Regions from separate parts of the Sus scrofa genome. Here regions 1 and 3 are each linked to region 2. A link is a contact called in public Hi-C and HiChIP or PLAC-seq data. All regions are on one chromosome and are shown on one strand. The core of a region is the stretch at or near the end of the contact, and the rest is flanking DNA. Distances in the headings are between cores, read along the strand shown.

Region 1 (3,610 bases), core at 606-3,105, 510 kb after region 2:
GATGAAGCTTGAGCTTCCTGGAGCCTCCTAGTCCCGGGTCCAAGGCCTGGAGCTTCCCACTGTGAGCAGATGGCGATGCCCCAAAGCAGAGGGTTATAGGACTCACCAGCCTGTGGGGGCGAGCCCAGCTCTGAGGCAGTGGGGACAGAAAGCCACATTCTAGCTCTCCTGACTGGCCCTGCCCCCCTACTCTAGCCCTGGTTTCAGATACCATTAGCATCCTGGGCAGGCAGTGAGCCCCAGGCAGCACCCTTGAACTACTTCCTGTCTGTGACTCTGGCTCAATTTCTTTTTTCTTTCTTTTTCACGCTGTACCTGCGGCAAATGGAAGTTCCCGGGCTAGAGGTTGAATAGGAGCTGTAGCTGCCCACCTACAGCACAGCCACAGAGATACCAGATCCGAGCCGTGTCTGCCACCTACACCGCCGCTCATGGCAACTGGATCCTTAACCCACTGAACCGGGCCAGGGATCGAACCCTCATCCTCATGGATACTAGTTGGATTCGTTTCCACTGAGCCACAGTAGAGACTCCCTGGCTCAGTTTCTGAAGTTTCATTCCCGATGTGAGTCCCCAGTTCCCAGAGCGGGGTCATCTGCTCCTCTGCCTCCCTCCCCAGGGAGGCATTCAAGTCACATTCCGGTTCTCAGGATCCAGGGGGCAGAGGGCTCTTCTCTGCCAGGAGCCCGAGGTCTGAAAAAGGAAAGCCTTTCCCTGAGGTCACCCAGCTGAGCCTGAACTCCACCCCCCACCGCCCCCACCTCCGGCTCGCAGGAAAATTGCAGACACTGAGTGACCAGGAGCCATCCTCTACTTCCCCAGGCTGAGGTCACCGGGGGAGGAGGCTCAAGCCCCAACTCCCCACTTCCTCTGAACCCAGAGCTTCCTCAGAATCACGGGGCCCAGCAGAGGCAGCTAGGGAAGACCCGCAGACAGGGCCCGCCCCCTCACCTGTACAGGGGGTTGTTGACGAGGCTTCGGAGTGCCGTGGAAAAGGGCGCCACCGCCCCGTGCACAACCAGTCCTGGGGGCTCCATGGGTGGGGGCGGGAGGGGGGTAGAGGAGTAAGCAGGGGGTGCAGCCCAGGAGGCTTGTTGTCTGTGGGTCTGTAGGGAGGCGGAAGGTGGAAGGAGCAGGAGGCCTGGCCAGGCCCTAGAGCTGCAGAGGAGCTAGAGAGGCCTGAGAGGGAGGGGCGGGAGCTTGGGAGCCCTGTTTGCTGAGAAGCTGAAGTTTAGGGATGGGGCGCGAGAGGCCCCGGTTCCCGAAGGCATCAGAGGCTCGGGGAGAAGGCCGGAGGCTCAGGCTGGGGATAGGGACTCAGGGAGGGGACCCAGAGAGGCAGGGGTGGAGCAGGCCGAACGGGGAAGAGAGGCTGGCTGTGGATGAGGCCCCAGCTGGGAGCCTGCCCAGGCAGCGCCAGGGTGGAAAGCCTGTGGGTTTCCACGGAAACGAGATCCCAGGCGGAGAGGAGGCCCCGCCCCTTCCCCCACAGGCCCCGAAAACTTCAGCCCTAGAGGGGCCCTAAGCAGAGCCAGGGTCTTAGTGCCCTGACTCCTGACTGTCCAGGGTTCAGGGTTCGAACCCTCTGTCCCTCCCCCCCGCCCCCTGTAGGCCCACAGGGTCAGGGGCAGGGTCAGGGTCAGGGTCAGGGTCAGGCTAGCCAGGCCTGGGGAACCCCCTCAACCGGGAAAGTCCTTGACCCCTCGGACCATTTTCAGGGCCCAGACCTGGTTTGTCTGGGAGGTGGCCGCCCTGTCCTTCCCAGAGTGGGGGCTCAGGTGAGGTGGTGTCAGCTCTGACAGAGGCATCGTGGTCTCTGGCATCCCTGAAATGCAACTGCAGTGAGGGTGGAGGGCCGTCTGGGCACTAGGGCACCCAGGAGGTGTGGGCAGCTGGGGACAAGCCCCAGGCCACTTAGGTCAGCAGGGTTTATGCAAAGTGGAGTCACCACTGTTGCATCAGGCCCGGGTCCTGATGGGTGCCTCCCCCTCCCCCTCAAGCCCTGAACTGAGGAAGTCATCCAAGCCCCACCCAGCTCTGCGCGGGGAACGGAAATGTTTGTCCCTGTTGCAGCCGATGTGGAAACGCTCGAGCCCATGACGTGCTCCTTCCTGTCGGCCCAGATCCCGATTCCTGGGCAGCCACCCCCGCAGCCCCAAAAGGTGTCCCATATCCCAGGCCTCTGCGACTTGCTCCCCAGTGGAGAGCCAGGCTTCGCGAGGGGAGAGAAGGTCAGCGGCTCAAAAGCCCTGGCGTGGGGGATGCCTTTCTGACCAGAGCCTCTCTCTACATCTGCCCCTTCAGTCTTATGTGTATGCCCTTGGGCGCTAAACCTCTGTCCCCTCTGCTGGTGACTCAGGCACCCCGCACTCAGCACGTGCTCAGAGCAGTAACGCTCCCAGGTTAGGTCAGAGCTTGGACTCGAGAGAAGGAACCAGGAAGAGAGGCGTGCTTGCCCAGCAACCCATGGCAACCCCACAACACAGGCAAGGGGCCCTTACCCTCCCACCTGCCAGTCAGGCGGCCAGGCAGGGGCCGGGGGGAGAGAATGTGAAAGCCAAAGACTGTGGTGACTCAAGGGGCTGAGGAGTTTCGGGAGAAGAGGGCAGCCGTCCCAGCACTGACTCTGGAGGTAGGGCCAGGAGCCAAGAGCAGAGGGTGGAAGGACCATCCTGGGTCACTTGGCCCCAGCCTCAGCCAGTTGTGGGGATCTTTGCGCCAGCTGCCTTAGAAGAGGTAGGGGTGGAGGATGGCGGGATCTGAGACACGCAGGGCTGGGCCTGTCTGTGGGGGTTGAAGGAGTCAGGTCTATGCCTCCTTCTGTTAGGGGGTGGAGGCTCCCTGTCCAGGCGGAGGCAGAGGGGGCCACTACGGCCCCACTTCTCCTGCTGGTAAAGCCCAGTACAAGAGAGAAAAGGCAGTGGACTCTGAGCTCAGTTAAGGAGCCTCCAACGCTCAGCGAGTGCGGAGCTCAGAGGACAGGGACAGCCCCAGATTAACAGTCTGCGCAGCGTCTCTCCCCTTATTTTGTCTCTAGCAGCCCTTAACCCTCCCAGTACTTCGAATCCACACAGCCCCAGACTCCTGGATTCACCTGTCCCCAAAAAACAGGTAAGAAGGAATTAGGGAGTAAAAACCTCTTACTAAGAGACTGGACGGTGTACAAGGAGGGCCAGGCAGGGCCTGCCCGTAACGGGGGTCTTTCAGTCCGCAGGTCCATGGCTGGCAGGCCTGTGCCCGCCGGCCGTCAGGAGGAGGAGCTTGCCAAAGACCCTGGGCAGAAACTGTCCCTGGCGCGGCCTCCGGGCCGCCTGCCCAGCATTGATGAGACCCGACCAGCTGGCCCAGGCCCGGCCTCCCGCCGCGGCTCCGTGCTAGGTCCAGCCTCGTCCTTTTCACGCCGCAACTCGCTGGCCGGAGCAGGTGCAGGGCCCGGGGGTCGGCGCCCGTCCCTGGGCCCCGTGCCGCCGCTGGGCTGGCGGGTCAGCTTCTCGGGCCTGCCCCTGGGGCCCGCCCGCCGGCCGGCGCCCTCGTACCGCACGGAGCCCGCCCCCGGGGAGCGCTGGGAGGCCGCGCGCGCCCAGAGGGCCCTGGAGCAGCGCTGGCAGCG
Region 2 (3,408 bases), core at 485-2,984:
CCCCCATTCTGGGCTAGGAACTGCTCCACTTGGTCCCGACCACGGAGAGACCCAGGCAGGGACTCTGCCAGCACTAGGGTTGGGACGGCACTGCCAGTCGGAGCCTGCAGGGCGGTGAGCCTCAGACCACCGCGCCCAGACCCTGCTGCCACCTCCAGGCCCAGCTCTGGATCCTCACCTGGGCTCAGCGGCAGGTGGTGAAATCCTAGACAGTCGTGGAACCAGCGCATTATTTTGGGGGAGCTGCTGCGAGGGCAGGCCAAGGTCAGGTGGTCCACGTGGGTGACCCAGCCCGGGCCGGGTACAGAGGACACGGGCCGAAAGCCGGGGAGAAAGGGCCCGCAGAAGCCGGGGCGCTCCAGCAGCGTCAGGCTGAGGTTGCCGGCGGGCGAGCCGACCACGGCGTAGGTGGCGGCGCCCTGTGCATCCTGCACGGTCACCGGAGGCACCTGCACGTTGCAGCCCAGCGCGGCTAGCGCCCGAGCTGCAGCGCCCACGTCAGCCACGTCGAAGCACAGGTTGGTCGCACCGGGCACCGCGTGATGCGGGTCCAGGCTGTACAGCGGCTCCCCAGGCCCGGCGCCCTCGTTCACCAAAAAGACCGCGTCGCCGCTGCGCAGGGCCAGCTGCCGCCAGCCATCGGCTTCCCTCACCGCCAGGGGCCGGAAACCGAAGAAGCGCTGCAGATCCCGGGCGAGGGGCTGCCCCGCGGGCACGTGGAAGGCGACATGGCACAGACGGCGGACAGGCGCGGCCATGGCGGTCCGGTCGGCGTCCCTCCTGTCCTTCCCCTGGGGTCGCTCACGGGTCGTGGACTCCGCGATCCTCAGGTCCCCGGCTTGTCGTCGGAAGCCGGTGGGAGTCCGCTTTTGCTCGCAGAGTGCGTGCCTCGGTCTTTTTCCGGGAGAAGCCGCAGACAGACCCCTTGGGGCTCGCAGTTCCCCCTGTTGTGCCCCCCTCACTGGAGCTGCCTGGGGACCACCAGGGGGACCTGAGAACCACGCGGAGCAAGGGCTGGGACCCAGCAGGAGCGAGGGAGGGCGGAGCCAGTGACTCCGCCCTCCGCCCGCCCAGACTCCTGTCCCCGGCGAGGGGAGAAGGACTGCCCCTTCCCACGGCCTCTGGGCCGCAGCCTTGGGCCCTGACCTTCCCATGGCCTCTGGCTGAGCCACACTCTTGGCCCCTGAGCCACCCTTCCCCGGACCCTGGAGATCACAATAGCTGCCTTCACTGGGTGCCAGGCAGCGGGCTCCCACTTAGAGCGAAGGTTTCAGCCCTGGTTGGGAGAAGAGCCCACATTCTTCCCCTGTAAGCACGAATTCCTTAGCAATTTCATGTTTGAGCTTAAATTTTTTGGAGAATTTGCTTTTAAGTCCTAATGTCCTTTCCAACGTAAAAAATATTAAAATGTTTTGTTACAGATTTTCATTCCTTCCTATAATGGTCCAGAGAAATCGATGTTTATAGGAAGATGGGCCATTTATACAGCTACGACATGCTTCTCACCTTTCTCTTGGGAAGTCTCTCAGCTGCATTTTTCTCTTTCCTCAACCCCATTCTCCGTTTAACATCTTTTACCTCTTGTCCCAACAAGATTGGGAGAAAGAGGTGGTCGCTCGGGATCTGAACGGAGTAACTGCATGGGTGACCTTTCTCAGCCCCGACCCTATCAGGACTTAGAACAAGCCCTTCTTGGAGTTCCTGTTGTGGGGCAGCGGAAACGAATCCGGCTAGAATCCATGAAGTTTCCATCCCCGAGTTCCCGTCCTGGCGCAGTGGTTAACGAATCCGACTAGGAACGAGGATTCGGGTTCGATCCCTGGCCTTGCTCAGTGGGTTCAGGATCTGGCATTGCTGTGAGCTGGGGTGTAGGCTGCAGAAGCAGCTCAGATCCCGCGTTGCTGTGACTGTGGTGTAGGCTGGCAGCTACAGCTCCGATTAGACGCCTCACCTGGGAACCTCCATATGCCGCGAGAGCAGCGCTAGAAAAGGCAAAAAGACAAAAACAAACAAACAAACAAACAAACAAAAAAAACCACGACACCCAAGCCCTCCTTGCTCTTTGCAGCTTCCTGACTGTGTACCAGGCAGACACACTTTGCAGATCACCGGATGAGGAAGTTAGGAGCCTTCTGGAAAATCACCTGGTAGCACCTCAAGGATTTGGAAGGGCATTCCTGGAAGGGCATGTAGCATAAACAAAAGCTCAGCGAGGAATGTGAGCCAAACCCTCAGAGGCGCAACGGAGCATAAGGTTGGGGAGGCGGTAGGGACGGATGCAAAGGCACTGCAAATGAAAGTCCTCTGTCAGGCAGCCTGGGGTGATAACGACTGTTGAGTTTCACTGGCCAGAGGGGAAAAGGATGTGATGAGGGGACAGGGCTTAGAAGAAAAGACTCAGTACTCAGAAGCTGGTCAGTGAAAGACGCTTGGTGCTGCTCCACAGACCAGTGAATCCGAGAACATGGGCTCCAAAAGCCAGACAGACCTGAGTTTAAAATCCACTTCCAACACTTCCTAGCTGTATGACTTTGGGTAAGTTGCTTAACGTCTCTGAGCTTCAGTTTCTTCTGTTAAAAAAATGGGAATAATAATGGTACCTACTTCATAGGGTTGCTGTGATTAAATGAAATTGTGGTGCAGTCCGGAAAGAGATCCAGGTTTTAGCCTATGAACCTGGGCCTGCTGGTGGGGTCGGGGCATACAAAGGGCTGCGTCTCCCTAGGCCTGAGCCCTGGGAGGGGATTCTAAGAGAAGGGGCCCTGGGAATAGGGCTCTGAGAGGATTGGTTCAGAACAGGCTATGCTCAGAATTCCCTGGCTCAGTGGGTTGAGGATCTGGTTTTGTTACTGCTACGTTTCAGCTGTGGCTCGAGTTCAGTCCCTGGCCCTGGTAACTTCCGCATGCCGCAGGTGCCGCCAAAGAAAAGAAAAGGAAAAAAAGGTCTATGTTCTGCCCCAGTTATCATGATGAGGGCCCCAAAGGAGACGCGCTAGTGCTTCTAGGCCTTCGGTCCAGGAGAAGGAATTTCTACTCAAGGGCTCTGGGTACCGACAGAAGGAACAGACACAGCCCTCTGCACAGCACTTCCTACCTGGAGAGGATGGGTTTCTGGAGGCTGTGGCTGCTGTCTGAAAGAAAATGCTGATCTTGGCAGAGGCGTGTTGCCCTGCCAGGGCGTGGCTTTGGCCCAGGGCACACACTGGGCTCTCAAGAGGCTAGCTGGTAATAGAGGTCAACTAATTAAACCCCTAGCTTGGGAGCTTCTTGGGGAAGAGGTGTGTTTGCATTTCCAGAGCCCTAGAGCGGGGCCTCTGCAGGTGCTCTGAGGACCTGCTGATATCCCCCTCTCCGTGCCTGTCACTGTGAAGGAAGAAGAGTGCCACTTGGGTAAGACTAACAGGGCTT
Region 3 (3,239 bases), core at 148-2,647, 320 kb after region 2:
GGCCCTTTGCCAGGCACCATAGTCACCTCCATGCCCAGTGCCTGGAGGGGAAGAAAGATCTGAGTTCCCAACGGGTACCTCCAAAGGAAGAGTTCTGTTCGACCCATGCCAGGAAGGAGGAAAAGGAGGAAAAAAAACTCAGCCAAACTCCATCACTTCCAGCCTATTTTTCCCTCTGTCCAGTAAGGATAAGTGCTCATCTTGAGCCTTGACTGTCTTTTCTCTTTTCCACCTGTTCAAAGTTTGAGCAGGTACCTGGGGTACAACGAGGATGTCGGAGAAGATGATGGCAGCATCCAGGGGGAAGCGACGCAGTGGCTATAGGGAAACAAAGACAGGTTGCTAGGTGGCAAGTTGAGGGCATAAATCCCTCCCCTCTTTTGTGGACCCCTCACCTGCAGCGTCAGTTCACAGCACACCTCTGGAGATCGACAGGTGCTGAAAAAGTCCTGGGCAGCCCTGGTTTCCCTAAACTCTGCAGACAGAAAAGGGAGGGCAGGGATCAGCTTTGAGGAACCTCTAGCGCGCGCCCTTCTCTGCCTCTCAAAAACTTTTTGCCTTTCGGAGTTTCACCTAGACTCTGAGGCCCCGACCCTGACCTGGTAAGTAGCGGCCTGCCTGCCGCATGCACCAAACCGGAGTGTAGTCTGTTTCTTCTCCCCAGGCTGCTCGCAGGAAGGTGTCATTCTTCAGCTCCGGAAAACCCTGGGGACTAGAGATCAGAGGGAGTGGGGTAGGTGTCAGTAAACTGAGCTAGGAGTTGGGCAAGGCTAAGGTGCTTAAGGTGGATTCAGTCTGGCACCGCTATCTGCCTTCTCCAGGCCAGCTACCAAGCTGTGGCTCCCCGCCGATTCCGCCTCCCTCTGCCTATCTGGTGGTGCACAGAACTAGAAGGGCTCGTGCTGGGGCCTCTACCCTACACATTGGCCCAGCTTCCCCAACCTCAAAGCCAATGAAGAGACACGGAGAATGGGGGCGGGGGGGTGAGGATAGTTTGGGGATCTTTGGACCAGAAGAATCTCAGGAACAAGAATACCAGTGGGCTGTTTCAGGGCTGGAAGAACCCCAGGCTGGGGGACAGTCATGGAGGGATCAGAGATGATGGTCCGAAATAGGGATCCTAGTCGAGGATTAGAAAGTCGAGGGGGTATCCCCTAAATGAAGGTCTGCGGGACGCAGTCCAGCGAGACATTCCCTGGGATGAATGTCTCAGGAATCCTGGTTGGAGGATTTGGGATTCCAGCGACTTGGGTTCAGGTTGAGAGCTCTCCGGGGCTGGGGAGGAGGGGTATAGGGACAGATTCCTGAGCGGAAACGTTCAGGTCAGAAGCCCCGCCGGCCAAACTACGTGGTAAAGGACTCACCCAGACTCGTTCGCCTCCATGATCAGCTGTCTGTAAACGCGAGCCGGGTCCCCACTAAAACCTGAGTCTGCGCCCGCCCCCTGCTCAAGCCCCGCCCCTTCCTGGAGCGGCGCGAGGCCGCCGCCATGTTGAAAGTCACATGATCAGATTCGAGCCGCTGCTCCTGCGCTGCCCCGGCCGCTGCCGGTAGGACCGCCTCTCTCTACATCGTAAAGTCCGCTGTAGCGACGCAGCCACAAATACCACCCCCGAAAGAACCTTGCTGTAGCTACCCTTAGCGTGGCAGGAGGAATTTGCCCTCCTCCGATGGCCTGAGAATCCCGAAGACTCAGCCCAAGTCTCACTTTCACGCCCACGCCAGGATTCCAACAATTTTATGTCTGGCTCGACCAAGCATACTGTGAATTAATGGAACTAAGTTGTACAGGGAACTGAAATAATGAAATATTTCTATTACCTAGTAAGAGGTGAGCACTACAGTAGATGCAGAGCTCACAGTGATGTACAAGACAGCTCCGTCCTTTAAGATGCGGAAACAGAAACCTTTACATTTACAACAGTAAATGTTTTAAGGGGAAAAGCTAGAAGCAACGAACAAGCACGCCATCTATTAGGGAGAGCTGGAGTTCTTGTCGTGGCGCGGTGGTTAACGAATCCGACTAGGAACCATGAGGTTGCGGGTTCGGTCCCTGCCCTTGCTCAGTGGGTTAACGATCCGGCGTTGCCGTGAGCTGTGGTGTAGGTTGCAGACGCGGCTCGGATCCCACGTTGCTGTGGCTGTGGTGTAGGCCGGTGGCTATGGGTCCGATTGGATCCCTAGCCTGGGAATCTTCATATGCCGCGGAAACGGCCCTAGAAAAGGCAAAAAAGACCCCCCCCAAAAAAATTAGGGAGAGCAATGGGGGTGTTCCACGCAGAGGGAACAGCATGTGCAAAGAGAAGACAGCAAAAGAGGAAGAGGTTTTATGGGAACCGGGAAACAAGTTGGTGGAATTTAAGAGGCTGGAGACGCCTGCAAAGTCCAGGTTATGCAGGCCCTTGTTAGCTGCACTTGTTCACTTTATCCTGTAGTGGTGTGATCGTGTGCAAACAGCCGGGAGTCACTGTGTCCTCAACTTCCTCAGGAGAAACAAATGGAAAACTGTCAAAATTACATGGGACCATTTATTTTTTTTTTCTTGATAACTTCACTTATTTGAAAACAAAACAAAGTTTCTACCCAAGTGTCCATCAAGTTATGAATGGATTTTTAAAAATGTAGTGTGGGTGTGTATACACACACAATGGAATATCATTCAACCATAAAAATAAACATATACATGCTATGACATTGTTGTAACATTATACTGAGTGAAATGACAGACGCATAAGGACAATACTGTATGGTTCCGCTAATATTAAGTATCTAGAATAGGCAAATTCATGGAGGCAAAAAGTGGATCAGAGTTTACCAGGGGCTGGGGAATGAGGGCAATGAGGAGTTACTGCTTAAAGGGTACAGAATTTCTGCTTGGGTTGATGAAAAAGTTTCAGAAATAGATAATTGTACACTTTAAAAATCGGTTAAGATGGCAAATTTTGTTATATAATTTTATCTCTTTTTTTAAAATTTAACACATCAAAACCTATTGAATTGTACTTTTTTTTTTTGCTATTTTAGAGCCACACGTGCAGCATTTGGAAGCTCCCAGGTGGAATCAGAGCTGCCCCCGGAAGCCACAGCTCACAGCACTGCCGGACCCTTAACCCACCGAGTGAGGTCAGGGATCGAACCCGAATCTTCATGGACACCATTCGGGTTTGTTGCTGCTGAGCCACAGTGGGAACTCCAGAATTGTGCCTTTTAGACATGCGCATCATGTGGTCTGTAAACTT

Evidence for each region. Hi-C and Micro-C count contacts between places; a contact is called where the count stands out from the background. HiChIP or PLAC-seq counts read pairs in DNA pulled down with a chosen protein or histone mark.
Region 1: a contact with region 2 is called in an H3K27ac HiChIP or PLAC-seq map of alveolar macrophages. The contact joins the promoter of BTBD19 here to the promoter of HPDL in region 2. A contact is called at or near these places in 4 of 5 promoter capture datasets (fetal liver, fetal skeletal muscle, liver and 1 more), 2 of 47 Hi-C or Micro-C datasets (embryonic fibroblasts and liver) and 2 of 2 datasets of contacts at active chromatin or transcription factors (alveolar macrophages and skeletal muscle).
Region 3: a contact with region 2 is called in a Hi-C map of skeletal muscle, with 4 times the contacts expected there. The contact joins the promoter of UROD here to the promoter of HPDL in region 2. A contact is called at or near these places in 3 of 5 promoter capture datasets (fetal liver, fetal skeletal muscle and liver), 18 of 47 Hi-C or Micro-C datasets (blood, brain, embryonic fibroblasts and 8 more) and 2 of 2 datasets of contacts at active chromatin or transcription factors (alveolar macrophages and skeletal muscle).

Annotation. Positions count from the first base shown.
Region 1 is chr6:166,524,870-166,528,479 of Sscrofa11.1, forward strand. BTBD19 (BTB/POZ domain-containing protein 19) reads right to left here and starts at 1,856. Exons shown (of 8, transcript XM_021096773.1): 1 at 952-1,856; 2 at 1-693. TCTEX1D4 (Tctex1 domain containing 4) reads left to right here and starts at 2,481. Exons shown (of 4, transcript NM_001032356.1): 1 at 2,481-2,632; 2 at 3,038-3,111; 3 at 3,208-3,594; 4 at 3,597-3,610. The coding sequence starts at 3,219.
Region 2 is chr6:166,013,317-166,016,724 of Sscrofa11.1, forward strand. It overlaps HPDL (4-hydroxyphenylpyruvate dioxygenase-like protein), which reads right to left and starts at 1,735. Exons shown (of 1, transcript XM_003128048.4): 1 at 1-1,735. The coding sequence starts at 1,154.
Region 3 is chr6:166,329,161-166,332,399 of Sscrofa11.1, forward strand. UROD (uroporphyrinogen decarboxylase) reads right to left here and starts at 1,398. Exons shown (of 10, transcript NM_001244940.1): 1 at 1,365-1,398; 2 at 600-712; 3 at 396-475; 4 at 256-318; 5 at 1-41. The coding sequence starts at 1,384.